Regions from separate parts of the Sus scrofa genome. Here region 2 is linked to region 1. The links are chromatin contacts, called in public Hi-C maps. All regions are on one chromosome and are shown on one strand. The core of a region is the stretch at or near the end of the contact, and the rest is flanking DNA. Distances in the headings are between cores, read along the strand shown.

Region 1 (6,733 bases), core at 2,570-5,069:
GAATTTCCTCAAATTAACCTTTCAGCTAACTATAGAAACAAAATGTCTGTTATCCATATTGATAATTTCTGAGAGCTGTTTCGCCTTTTCCCGTAATTTCTCTCCCTATATTTTAGGACATGATACCCTCTCTGGGGATAGTAAAATTCTCGATTTAAAATAATTTTCCTCTGCTCCCTGTAACATCTGTATGTTTTCACAAGGCTTGTTCCTTTCTTTGTACTGTGGTCCCTTTCCTTACATGTTTGCTCGCCCTTGGCTGTTACGAAGAGCCAAGTATTAAGAGGAAAAGTCCAGAAAATCAGGTCTGAAATGCTGTGCACGTGGGCATACTTGTCGATTATTGATTTTTCTTTAACGTGATGAAGTAGCAACTGGTTTTCTCATCAGAGGAAACCCTCCAGTGTTAGTCTTTGTGTTCATTCAGAGTCTCCAGAGGAAAGTCCCACCAGCCTTGCCTGGGCTAAGCCTGGGGTGAGCTCTGAGTATTCTGGAGGCAGGATGGTGGAAGGGGAGGGAGCATGAGTCCCATGGGGTAGAATGCAGACTTTCTCTAAGTTCCCACCACCTCTTGCTGAGTTTTCAGCTCTGAATCACAATCACTGTTTCTCATTGTGCCTGCTGTCATTTCTCACCTTTCTGACTCAGTTGCTTTGGCAAGAAACCTCTTGGTGGGGGTTTGAGGCAGATGGGAGAGCGGACCCCAAGGTCCATGCTCTCAGACCCGCACCCTCTGTTCCACCCTGCCTCTCACCCTTCCCTTCAGTGGGCGCCTCGCAGGGACTTGGAGGGCGAAGAACACGCCTACTTGTTGGAACCCCTCTGAACATCACTTAGCATCTAAATCCCCAGTTACGTCGCTGCTTTCCTTCCTCCAAGTGTCAGTGGAGTGTTTTGTCTGCTCTTGTCTCTGCTGCTGTATTTTTTTGTCCTTTTAAAAAGATTTAGGAATTCCTGTTGTGGCTCAGTCGGTTAAGTACCCAACTAGGATCCATGAGGATGTGGGTCCGATTCTGGCCTTGCTCAGTGGGTGAAGGATCTGGCATTGCCTCGAGCTGTGGTGTGGGTTGCAGGTGTGGCTGGGATCCCAGAGTTGCTGTGGCTGTGGTGTGGGCCGGCAGCTGCAGCTCTGATTTGACCTCTAGCCTGGGAACTTCAATATGCTGTGGGTACAGCCCTAAGAAGACCAAAAAAAAGAAGATTCAGTGACTGTCCTTCGGGTAGGATTTTTGGTGGGAGGGTGATGAAGGCATATGGTTTGCCTGTCATGTTCAACTCAAAGTTTATTTTGTTTCTCCAAGGTGTAATATACAATGATTAAAATTTTTTTTTACCATGGAAGTGATAACATCAGGACCTAAATTGTTCCCCCAGTTGCAGATGTTTCATTTTCTCGAGTTGCAGCTTCGGCTCGATATTTGTGGATCACTCTTAAGAGAATGTCTGTGATTTGTGATCAGCCAGGTTTGCTGTTGGAATATTCTAGGGCTTCTGCAGGTAGTGGCATGGTTCTCCCTATCTTTCTGTCTCATTCTTCTCACTGTCACACAGAAAATCAGATACAGTCTGTCGAAAAGATTTGTTTTTGGTTGTATTAAAAAAAAAAAAAAATCTCTTGACCACAGGTGTCTTTGCTTTCTCTGTGTTTGCCAGGGTTACATTAGGTTAGCAATTCTCTCCGGGATGAAACAGATGTCACCTGCCTGGGACATGCAAGAATATGAGAATCCTAGTTCTCTCTCTCTTTTTTTTTTTTTGTCTTTTTGCCTTTTCTAGAGCCGCTCCTGCAGCATATGGAGGTTCCCAGGCTAGGGGTCCAATCGGAGCTGTAGCCTCCGGCCTACACCAGAGTCACAACAACGCAGGATCCAAGCCGCCTCTGCAACCTACACCACAGTTCACAGCAACGCCAGATCCTTAACCCACTGAGCGAGGGCAGGGATCGAACCCGCAACCTCATGGTTCCTAGTCGGATTCATTAACCACTGCGCCTCCACGGGAACTCTGAGAATCCTAGTTCTGATGAGCCAGGAGTGAGACCTTTCTGAGTAAGAATCCAGCTCCGGATTTAATTTGGGCTGCAGACGGAGTCCTTAGTGGCCCCGGACAGAGTCCTTGGTGGCCCCGGGGAGGAAGTGATGGGAAGGACGAAGAACCTGGCAGAATCCACAGGGCTCTGAAAATAGGGTGTCATGGGGTGGGCGTGGGGGATGGGACTGGTCTCAGCCTCCTTCCGAGCAGTTACGTGACCCCCTCGGCATTTCCCCATGACCTCACCTCCCCAGGGGTAGAAGCCAAAAGAACCTTCCTCCCCCGCCCCCCGAGCCCCACCCCCAGCCTGGCGCCCTTAATGTGCTCACCCAGCTCCTTCAAGTTCAGCATAAAGGAATGGAGAAAAATGACCTGTGCATCTCCTAGTTTATTTTAGACCTTGGGCAAGCGGGATTGTTCCCATGCCTATTTTTTTTGGGAACACCGAGAAGCTGGAGAGAGGAGGAAGTGAGCTTTTGGACACAGTGCTGACTTGTGCATGTCTTTGTACAGTATTTTGCCAGGCCCTTGACATTCGTTGAAAGCAAAAAAAAAAGAAAATCTTTCTCCTTGAACATTTGTGCAAAATCAGAGAGCGCGGAGGGTTTAGAGCCCAGTGAGGGGATGGGCTAATGTAGCACATTTCTGCAAGCTGGGGGAGAGACAACACACCCCCTTCTATTGTGTGGTGCTGGCAACAGCCCATTGGTGGAGGCCGGTGGACAAATGGTGCCAGGAAGATGCATGCAGGATGCTGCAGAATCACACGTTGAAAAGTGTGCAGCAGAGAAGCTGGGACATACGTGTTTTGGTTGCTTCATCGATAAAAGCAGTGAAGGATGGCTGTCAGGCTCAGGTTTTTAGCTCCAGGGACCTCGGGACACCCATCCCCAAAAGTAAACCGACTGCGCTCAGTTGGTTTGGTTTACAGTCCTATTCAGATTCAGCACCATTTCATTGCGTTTTTGTCTTCCACGTAGCTGTAAGCCAGGAAATCTCCTGTGAGATTAGGTCATTTGTTCCTGAGAGTTCTGTCCTTGCAAAGCAGGAGAGGAATTTTTATGGGCCGTTGGCATAAATAAAAAAGCCAATGGCAAACTGTTCCGTGGTTGGGCTTACATTGCAGGTGGGACTTGGGAAAATGCCTTAGAAGGAATTTTGTATATTTTGGGATATCCAGCCACCTGGGTGAAATTTCCTCTGTTTTCGATTTTCATTCATTCTAGGATTTCACCTCTCAGCCTGGAGTCTTGGGACTCCTAAGGGGTTTGCAACCCGGGAACCCAGGCCTGTGAGCTAGTTGCAGGATTTCAGGAAGCCTGTAACCTGAATCCCACGGTGATGGGGGCTGGGAGGGGGGGCGGGGGGCGGGGGCACTTCAGTGCATCCCTGCAAATTAAGGCAGGCATCAACTATTTTATTTATGCCAACAAATTTGGCCAGAACTTTCTCACCTGGGTGTGATCAGAAGGCTCCATTGACCATTCATTCCGTGTGCCTTTAAGTGAATGAAAAAGAAATAGGGTTAGTTGTTTAGCTGCAATCCTGGCAGATCTGTTCTTTTCACTAAGGGATTAGGATGTGGTGTGATGCAAGAGTCGTGAAAGAGACCCCCTCCCCCCTCGCATCCAGAGAGACTAAAGGGTCATTGACCCCAGTCGCTGCCCAGCTCTGGTCACTCCCCCCCCCCCCCCCGCCCCCGTGTGCTGTGACAGAGTTGGTGCCAACACTATTTGCAGTTATTGAATCGGAAGCCAGGGAGCTGCCAGAGCTGTGATCTCAGAGTGTGGTGATGGGAAGGGCTTAGCCGCCAGTGGCTGTGTGCATTCCACTGAAGACCGGGCTTGCTTCTCTCCAGTTCCAGAAGGTTTATTTCACATATTAAAAATACACAAAATAAAGACAGGAAGGAAATGGACCAAAATGTTATCAACTTTTGTTTACCATTCGTACACTGGTCAACCAAGTGACCAAATTTAGCAGCGTTTTGTAGTGATTGCCTTTCTGCTGCAGTTTTGCAGATTATCAGTCACAAGACTTATTCTGTTAAAGTGAGATGAAGATATATATTTAAATATTTACATATAAATGTATGGATGTTTTTAGTGTTTATCTGGAATGTTCTCAAAGGCGCATGACTCTTGCATGCCTCAGGAATTCTAAAATATACGTGGAGTGTTTTGACAGAAACTCCAGTGAGCTGCAAGGAAAACCCTGGAGCAGCAGCTTAGAATTTCTGCTTATTGCTCCCCTAAAGTTTCATATGTCTTCTTTTGTGCAGGTTCCAGATGTTTTTGAAAGTCTTGAAAGTGCATAAAATAACCCTTTGACAAAGTGACAGAAACTGAGGGATTTGGGGGGGTTAGGTGGGGTGGGTGGGGGGGTTAGTTGCGGGTGGCTAGTGAGTCATCTTACAGAAGCATTGTGTTGTTAGCTTTGGCCAAGACAGTTCCTAGAGAAAGCTCTGCAGAAGGACTTATGGGGACTTTTATGGGGCACTTGAACTCTCTGCCTTGTCTCCTTCCTGTCCAGTTGCCACTTTCCCGCCCTGAGTAATAATAAGCAGTACTTTTAGAGTGCATACTATATGTCAGGCATGCTTCTAAGCATGTTCAAAGTTAATTTGTTTTCCTAAAACAGTATTGTGGAGGAGTTCCCTTGTGGTGTAGTGGGTTAAGCAGCTAGTGTTGTCACTGTAGTGGCTTGGGTTGCTGCCGTGGCGGTAGTGTGGGTTTGATTCCTGGCCCAGGGAACTTCCACATCCTATGGGAGTGGCCAAAACCAAACAAGCTAACAAGCAAACCAGTACTGAGGAGATACTATTACATACAAAGAAACTGAGGCACAGAGAAGTCAAGCAACATGCCCAGCGTCACACAGCTGATGATCGGTAGAACCATGATTTGAACCCAGGGTGTCTACTCATCTGTGCCCTCAACCACTGCTGCCCTGACTGGAACCTGGGCCATTGGGGCTGAGTGGGTGTGGCTCAAGGTTAAAGTCAGGTTGAGGGTGTTTCTGAAGATCTCACGGTAGCAAGTGTTTTAAGAGCAGACCCCTTGGCAGCTTGAAGTCATTACTTTTTGCTAATGCACCAGCCCTTACTGAGGGACCTGTTCTGTTGGCCATTCAAAAACAGGAAGTTTACGCCTTGGTTTCCAAGGCTTCATCTGGGAGCTTCCTTGGAATGCAGACTCTCAGGCCCTGACCCAGACCTGCTAAAGCAGAATCTGCATTTAGCAAAGTCTCCAGGTGTTAGGTATGCACATTAGTTTGAGAAGCTGTTCTCCAGAGTTTTAAACCACCCAGGAAAGATGCCTTTGTTACTCTCTTCTACTGAACAGAATGAAAAATCAAGGCCAACTTAAAAAAAAAAAAAAACCAAATGGACAAGAGTTTCCCCCTTCCAGGAATTCACAGCCAAAGTTGAGATCTGAGCTATGTCCCTATGAAAATTTACATAATACCTGAGATCCTTGTCAAGAACTCAGCGTAGGCCCGCTTGTGTTTGTCTTGGGAGAGAGGAGTAAGCTGCCATCTTAAGGAAGCAATGGAAATCTCCCCCGTAGAGGCAGATTCTTCAACTGGCTTCTCCGCATCTATAAACACATTCAGATCTTTCCCATTTTAAAACATAAGGATGAACTGACAAGTTTCTTTCCCATACTTTTCTCGCTTTTGACCTGTTCCTTACTCTCAGATGAATTTCCTTTTTTTAAAACGTTTTTTAAAAATTAAAGTGTAGTTGATTTACCCTGTTGTGACAATTTCTGCTATACAGCAAAGTGAGCTAGTTATATATGCTCTTTTTTTAATATTCTGTTCCAACATGGTCTTTCTCAGGAGATTGGATCGAGTTCCCTGTGCTGTACAGTAAGACCTCGTTGCTGCTTATCCATTCTAAACGTATTAGTTTGCATCTATTAACCCCAAACTCCCAGCCATCCCACTCCCTCCTCCCTCCCCCTTGGCAACCACCAGTCTGTTCTCTGTGTCTGTGAGTCTGTTTCTGTTCTATAGACAGGTTCATCTGTGCCATATTTTCGATTCCCCGTGGAAGTGATATCATATGGTATTTGTCTTTCTCTTTCTGACTTCACTTAGTTTGAAAATCTCTAGTTCCATACCTGTTGCTGCAAATGGCATTATTTTGTTCTTTTCCATGGCTCAGTAGTATTCCTTTCTATACGTGTATCACATCTTAATGCATTCGTCTGCCGATGGACATTTAGGTTGTTCCCATGTCTTGGCTGCTATGAACATAGGGGTGCGTATATCAGATGGATTTTTTTAAAGAGTCTTTTTCACTTGTTTCTCAGCTCCCTCACCTAATGTTCACTTTTCTGACATAGTCCAGTAAGGCTTCCAGTGGAGTCATTTCACTGCAATAGGGATTTTCCACAAACACACCCTTTTTTTGTTTCTTAATGATTTTTATTTTTTTCCTTTGTAGCTGATTTACAGTGTTCTGTCAGTTACTACTGTACAGGAGTTCCTGTTGTGGCGCAGCAGAAACGAATCCGACTAGTATCCATGAGGATTCGGGTTTGATCCCTGGCTTTGCTCATTAGGTCCTTGATCTGGCATTGCCATGAGCTGTGGTGTAGGTTGCAGATGCGTTTCGGATCCCCCGTTGCTGTGGCTGTGGCGTAGGTTGGCAGCTGTAGCTCCAATTCAACCCCTAGACTGGGAACCTCCATAT
Region 2 (6,733 bases), core at 2,489-4,988, 130 kb after region 1:
GGGTTCTGCTGCCACTTTTTTTTTTTTTTTTTAATTTTTTTTCTGGCACAAAAGCAGGGGCCAACCAGTTAGGTATGACTGTATTCTTTGATGGAAAGTCGTCGTCACCCCTCCCGAATACCAGGGCAAGGGCACCTGAAGAAATTCATTGCTGCCACTTCTATAGACTCACTTCTAAGTACCAAGTGCCAGTCGATGGTTGTCACTTTGCTTGTATCACGGGATTGATTTGCATCTCACATGCAGTGCTCCCCTCCCCACCCCCACACACCTTTTTTTAACCACTGCAGCCATGCGGCACCAAAGACTGTCCTTTTTGCTTTCCCCAAGCCACTCCTCCCTGACCACAGGCAGATCTGGTTTGCCAAACCTCATCCTCGAGGGGCATGGTCAGGCAAGCACCATCCGATCTCCCCGTTCCCCGGACTCGTGGAGAAAAGATAAGATGAAAAGTAAGGAAGACCCTCTCCAAGATCTCAGGGCAAAAATCTACCAGTTAGTTCTCAATGATGAGATCGATCTGTCCTCTCGAGAGAATGAGGAGGTCAGGTGGCCTGGTTGGTATTGACCTGGGCTGGAAGCACGAGGAGTCTGACCTGCAGCTGAGGGTGCTTTGAAATCAAGGTGGTGGAGAGTAAGGCAAAGGATGAGCCCATGTGGGTAAGTGAGAGAGGAAGCATCAGAGTCTCGGTGTGGGGAGCCACGGGCACCAAAACGAGCTGGGGTGCCTGTGTGGTATCTGCTCCAAGTCTGGGGGTGACCAGTTGGCCCAGTGGCGTTCCTTTTATTTCCCTTGGACTTGCTGTCTGGGTAGCAGGCTCTTGACTATAAAGGGAAATGCAATAAAATTTGCCTAGGTCGGGTATTCTCAGCATATATAAACCTCAAAAAGCATTATGCTAAGTGAAGAAAGCCAGGTCCAAATGACTATGTGTTGAAGTGAGTTTCTAAAGGCAGAAGGTGGATGGTTGTCTGGGGCAGGGAGCGGGGAACCGACTGCAGCCTGGCTGAAGGGAATATTTAAGGGAATACTTAGAATGGTTGAATTTTATAGAATGTAAATGATGTACTGTTACATTTCTACTTTGATTGGGTTTTGTTTGGGGGCTTGTGTTGAGTACCAACAAAAAGATGTCTATAGAATGGGCTTGGTCCCCATGACATTAATTCCAACTTTGGGAAACGTGTATGAATGATACTCTCACAGTTGGAACTTTTTTTTTTTTTTTTTTAAGGGCTGCGCTCACAGCATATGGTAGGTTCCCAGGCTAGGGGTCTAATCACAGCTACAGCTGCCTGCCACAGCCACAGCCACTCCAGATCTGAGTCGCATCTGCGACCTACACCACAGCTCACGGCCATGCCGGATCCTTAACCCACTGAGCGAGGCCAGGAATCGAACCCTGCAACCTTATGGTCCCTCGTCGGATTTGTTTCCACTGTGCCATGATGGGAACTCCAGCAGTTGGAACTTTTAAGCCAAGTCCTAATCTGACCCTGCTCCCTCAGCTTCAGCAAGTAGACCTCATATAATCCTGATTTCATCTTAATCAAAGAACTCATAGTTTATGTGTACAGGCCATCCATCCATCCATATACACAGAAACATCTCACTGATTTGGATATTTGAATTTAGTCCAAACGAGTAACATCTGTATGTCTAGGAGGAGTGAAATATTACAGGATCTCAGCACTGGCAAGGACATTAAAAGTCAGGAGCTGGCAGACAGACGTGGTGAAGAATAACAGACGATGAAGAAATTCAAAGACCTGAGAGTGTGTTCGACGGGTAGACTGAAAGACCTCAAAGGTCATGAGGTCATGTTTGCCCCTTTAATTAGAAAGTTCCACTCATCAAAGTTGCCTCATTATTTGGCCATAATGGCGGTCTGAGTTTAATTGCGGGTCTCCTTTTCTTCCAGGGTTATAGAATTTCTATATCTAACGGTACTCCTGTGTTTATTTGGGGAAATGGCGTGATGATTAGCAAGCCTGCTGAGTCAATTCAGCTCCTGTGAAAACAAGTGCAAGCTGCCATCCCCCTCCCCACGTTGATGCGTTTGTCTCCCTTTGCTGCTAGAGGGCCCCGAGCCCCCTTCCAGAAACTTCTCTTGCTCTGCCAGACTTGACGGTGGAAGCCAACAACATGATGGGTAGTGGGAGAGGACTTTCTTACTGCTTACTTGAAGGCTTGTGTTTTTATCCATATTCACTAGGAGTTTTTGTGTGGTTTTTTTTTTTTTTCCCCCAAATATGATTTTTATCTAAGAACCAGATGGATAAGATAACTATCTTCAAATGGTGACAGGCTTTTTTAAAGTGACATGTGACTTGGTTCATTCAGTCAGTCAGTCAACAAACATGTGCTTGGCTAGGTGATGGGTCCAGAAAGATAATCCACTTTCTGCCTTGAGATAGGTCCAGGCTGGTGGGGATAAGGGCTGTGGGTAGCAAAGGGTTGGAGTTCAGAGACATAGAAACAGGAGAGCAGCCTGCGTGATGGGTTTGGAACAGGTTTTGTGCAGACTTCTTTTCAGCCTGCAGGTGCCATGATTTTGACGATAGCTCCTTCAGACACTCAACGGGTGGCCTAAGACATGGTTTGTGACACCGATGCTCTGAAAGGCCTGCGTTTGTGTTCACACCCCTCCTGGCCCCTCACCTAAGTACTACAAAATCGTGACCTCAGCAGGCCATGAATTCATGCATCACAGCTCAACCTATTTGCTGCCTAGTCAGCCAGCTGGAACATTCGTATCTTTCAATTTAACCTTCAAAAATAAAAGAGCATGAGCCACAAAGAAACATACTCTATTTTTGCCTCAGCTTCATTAAGCCTCTCCTCTCTGGCCAGCCTGCTTGAGTTATGTCAAGTAGTCAACTCTATGGCATGACCATAAAATTTTTTGCAAGAGAGAAGGAAAAGCTTGCTAATAAAAAGTAAGAGAAGGAAGGTGTTCAGTAAAAAATTTTAAACGTGTGCCTGTTTTTCCTAGTAAAAAATGTTAAATGTGTGCCCTTTCTTCATTTACTAATGTTGTAGATGACATGTGTTGATTAAGGGACATTTCATCCTAGGACTGGCTGCCAGGTGGGCACTTGGCACGTGCCAGGCGGAGTGCCCGTTGCTTTAAACATATAAACATATCCCCTCTCATCTTCCCCAGAGCGTGTATGGAAGTAGGTTTGTCTCCATTTCACAGAGGAGGAAATGTGGGCTTCGATGGGTTAACTTAGCCAGAGTCGCACAGCTGGTGGCAGAGCCTGAATGGAACCTTGCAGTTGTTCTATGACCTTTAAACCTTCTCCCCAAAACATTAAAAACTCTCTTTGCTGTTAGTTATAAGTGTATGGGAAATGAAGAAGATAGTAAAACTTGACTTTATTTAGTACACTGTAATATATTTAAAAATATTTTTATTATAGTGGATTCACCATGTTGTACCAATTTCTGCTGTACAGCAGAATGACTCAATTATCTACCTATCTATCCATTCTTGAATATTCTTTTCCATCAGCATCTATCCCAGGAGCTGGATAGAGTTCCCTGTGTTGTGCAGCAGGACCCCATTGCTTACCCATCTAAATGTAATAGTTTGCATCTACTAATCCCAAACTCCCCGTCCATCCCTCTCTCCCACCTTGGCAACCACAAGTCTGTTCTCTGTGTCCCTGGGTCTGTTTCTGTTTTGTAGATAGGTTCATTTGTGCCCAAATTAAGTTATTGATTTGTTTCTTGGCCACAGCTGTGGCATGTGAACGTTTGGAGGCCAGGGATGGAACTCACGCCATAGCAGCAGGCCTGAGCTGCTGCAGGGACAACACTGGATCCTTAACCCCCTGCTCCACGGGAGAACTCCTGTGTCATATTTTAGATTCTGCATATAGGTGATGTCATATGGTATTTTTATACACCGTAATTTAAAACATGAGAAACACGGAGCATTTTTCAATGTAATAAGAGTGGTGTGAACAGCGCGTGCCTCCCCCCTGTCCTAGAATTCAGGACACTTGAGGGACCGTCTTGGCTCTGCCCTGGTCCGTTGCCACCTGCCTCTCTTCCCGTTCGGATCAGCTTCCAACATCGTATCCTTTGCGCTTTCAGTGTCCTGAAGTATCTCTGAGAGTTTCTTTCATGAGAAGCTTTTCCGCAGCCTCACTTTGCAGGACATCTTCCTCCTTCTCGTCATGACCCCTTTCCTCCCGCGTGTCCCTAAACTCGCCTTCGCTAGGTCTGGCCGGCTGCGTCTTTGGAAGCGCTTACACGGCAGCAGTGTCAGTGTCAGCCTTTTGGTGGTCCAGCTGTTTCCTTCACATCGTCGATGTTCCCTCCATGTCTGGCTTTGTGTTTTCTTTTCCTTTCTTTGCTCCACTCTCATCTCTGCTGGTCAGTCCCCTCTTCAGTGATCCGCTTTTGGTGAAATGTTAGGCGGATTTATCACTGCGAGAAGAGGCGGTCACCCAGCCACAGGCTTCCCCGTGACCCATCGCCCAGAAATGGAAAGAGGGTGTTGTGATTGCTCCTGGATCAGAATGTGCATCCGTTGGCATTCTCTTGTGGCACGGCGGGTTAAGACCCAGGGTTGTTACTGCTGCGGCTCCGGTCGCTGCTGTCGTGCGGGTTTGATCCCTGCCCCAGGAACTTCTGCATGCCACAGCCTCGGCCAGAAAAACCAAAATAGGCATCTGTTGTGAGAGTGATGTGTGGACTGAGGGGTTAGCAGTGAGGACACAGTCACTGGTCCCGTGTGCATAGAAGCCACACATAAATGCACACAAATACAGAAAGCTGTGGAAGGTGGTAATAGAACCAGGTGTAAAGGGACGGTTTCTGAAGACTAGAATTACGGGTGGTGATTTAGCATCCTTCCTTCTCTCATGATGGTGCAGGCAACACAGGTGGAATCGGAACTGTGGCCACCAGCCTACACCACAGCCACAGCAACGAGAGATCCAGCCACGTCTGTGACCTACACCACAGCTCATGGCAACGCCGGATCCTTAACCCCCTGAGTCAGCCCGGGGATTGAACCTGAATCCTCATGGATCGTAGCTGTAGACCAGAGTTAATCTGAGGACCAGTGTTTCTGGATTCAGGAGAAAGCAAACACCACTGTCGTTCCCCGAACCTTCTAGTTGCGTATCTAGTTGCAGTGACCGGAAGGCCGCCCAGATACATCATACCGAGAACCCTGAAGCTAAAAACATTTTAAATGACTCTTTTTTTTTTTTTTTTCCCTCCGGCTCCCCCCTGGCATATGAAAGAAGTTCCCTGTCCAGGGATCTGCAGCCTACACCGCAGCTGCAGCAACCCCAGCCTCGTAACCCACTTTGCCGCAGCAGGAACTCCTTAAATTACCCTTCCGAATGGGACTTTATTTATTTTTAAATGATTTTTATTTTTTCCCCTTGTAGTTGGCTTAGAGTGTTCTGTCAGTTTTCTACTGCACAGCAAGGTGACCTAGTCACACATACATATATACATTCTTTTTCTCACATTATCAGGCTCCATCGTAAGTGACTAGATACAGTTCCCAGTGCTACACAGCAGGATCTCCTTGCTCATCCAGTCCAAAGGCAGCAGTTTGCATCTATCTTAGTGGAACTTTAAAGTTGTTTTGTTTTGTTTTGTTTTTGTCTTTTTGCCATTTCTTGGGCTGCTCCCGCGGCATATGGAGGTTCCCAGGCTAGGGGTTCAGTCAGAGCTGTAGCCACCAGCCTACGCCAGAGCCACAGCAACGCGGGATCCGAGCCGCGTCTGCAACCTACACCACAGCTCACGGCAACGCCGGATCCTTAACCCACTGAGCAAGGCCAGGGATCGAACCCGCAACCTCATGGTTCCTAGTCGGATTCGTTAACCACTGCGCCACGATGGGAACTCCGGAACTTTAAAGTTCATATGCATAGATCCTCTCTTGTGGAGGTTATGAGCTGACATTTGAAGGTGGGGTGGATATCAGCTACAAGTCAGAAACTTTGTAGATTGGGGCAGTGGGAGGAAAGTATTACTGGCAAGAGCTGTGTGGGAACCAGCAGCTCAGCTGGTGATGGTGAGGTAGATCATCACATTGCTTTGTTTTTTGTTTGTCTGTTTTGGCCTCACCTGTCGGATATGGAAATTCCTTGGCACAGATCAAACCCTCGCCGTAGCCCCAACCCAAGCCGCTGCCGTGACAATGCCGGATCCTTAACCTGCTGCTCCACCAAAGAACTCCATGTAGCTTTGTTTTAAAGAGTAACTTTAGGAGTTCCCCAGTGGCTTAGCAGGTCAAAGATCCAGGGTTGTCGTTGCTGTGGCTCGGGTCACCGGCTGTGGCATGGGTTCGATCCCTGGCCTGGGAGTTTCTACATGATGCGGGCATGGGGGGAGAAAAACAGTATTTCTCTGTTTTTTATAAAAAATAAAACCAAAAAAACCCCAATATTTATCTACCAAGAAATAGAGTATTTAAAACAATTTATATGGCACAAATGAACCTCTCCACAGAAAAGAAAATCATGGACTTGGAGAATAGACTTGTGGTTGCCGAGGGGGAGGGGGAGGGAGTGGGGTGGACTGGGAATTTGGGGTTAACAGATGCCGACTATTGCTTTTGGAATGGATAAGATCCTGCTTGAGATATAGCACAGGGAACCATATCTGGTCACTTAGGATGAAGCATGATAGTGTGAGAAAAAGAATGTGTATGTGACTGGGTCACCTTGCTGTACAGTAGAAAATTGACAGAAT

What was found. Hi-C and Micro-C count contacts between places; a contact is called where the count stands out from the background.
Region 2: a Hi-C map of liver shows a contact between it and region 1, with 6 times the contacts expected there. The contact joins two enhancer-like sites. A contact is called at or near these places in 2 of 47 Hi-C or Micro-C datasets (embryonic fibroblasts and liver).

What each region holds. Positions count from the first base shown.
Region 1 is chr11:67,173,907-67,180,639 of Sscrofa11.1, forward strand. All of the region lies in intron 1 of FARP1 (FERM, RhoGEF and pleckstrin domain-containing protein 1), which reads left to right. Among named protein-coding and RNA genes, the nearest start is that of FARP1, 33 kb to the left of the region's middle. Within about 2 kb of position 3,820, at least 23 of the 83 cell types and tissues checked have an H3K27ac peak or open chromatin away from gene starts, as enhancers often do. A contact at or near this core is called in liver, where this site is marked.
Region 2 is chr11:67,302,628-67,309,360 of Sscrofa11.1, forward strand. The region is part of intron 2 of FARP1 (FERM, RhoGEF and pleckstrin domain-containing protein 1); the gene reads left to right. Among named protein-coding and RNA genes, the nearest start is that of FARP1, 160 kb to the left of the region's middle. Within about 2 kb of position 3,739, at least 1 of the 83 cell types and tissues checked has an H3K27ac peak or open chromatin away from gene starts, as enhancers often do. A contact at or near this core is called in liver, where this site is marked.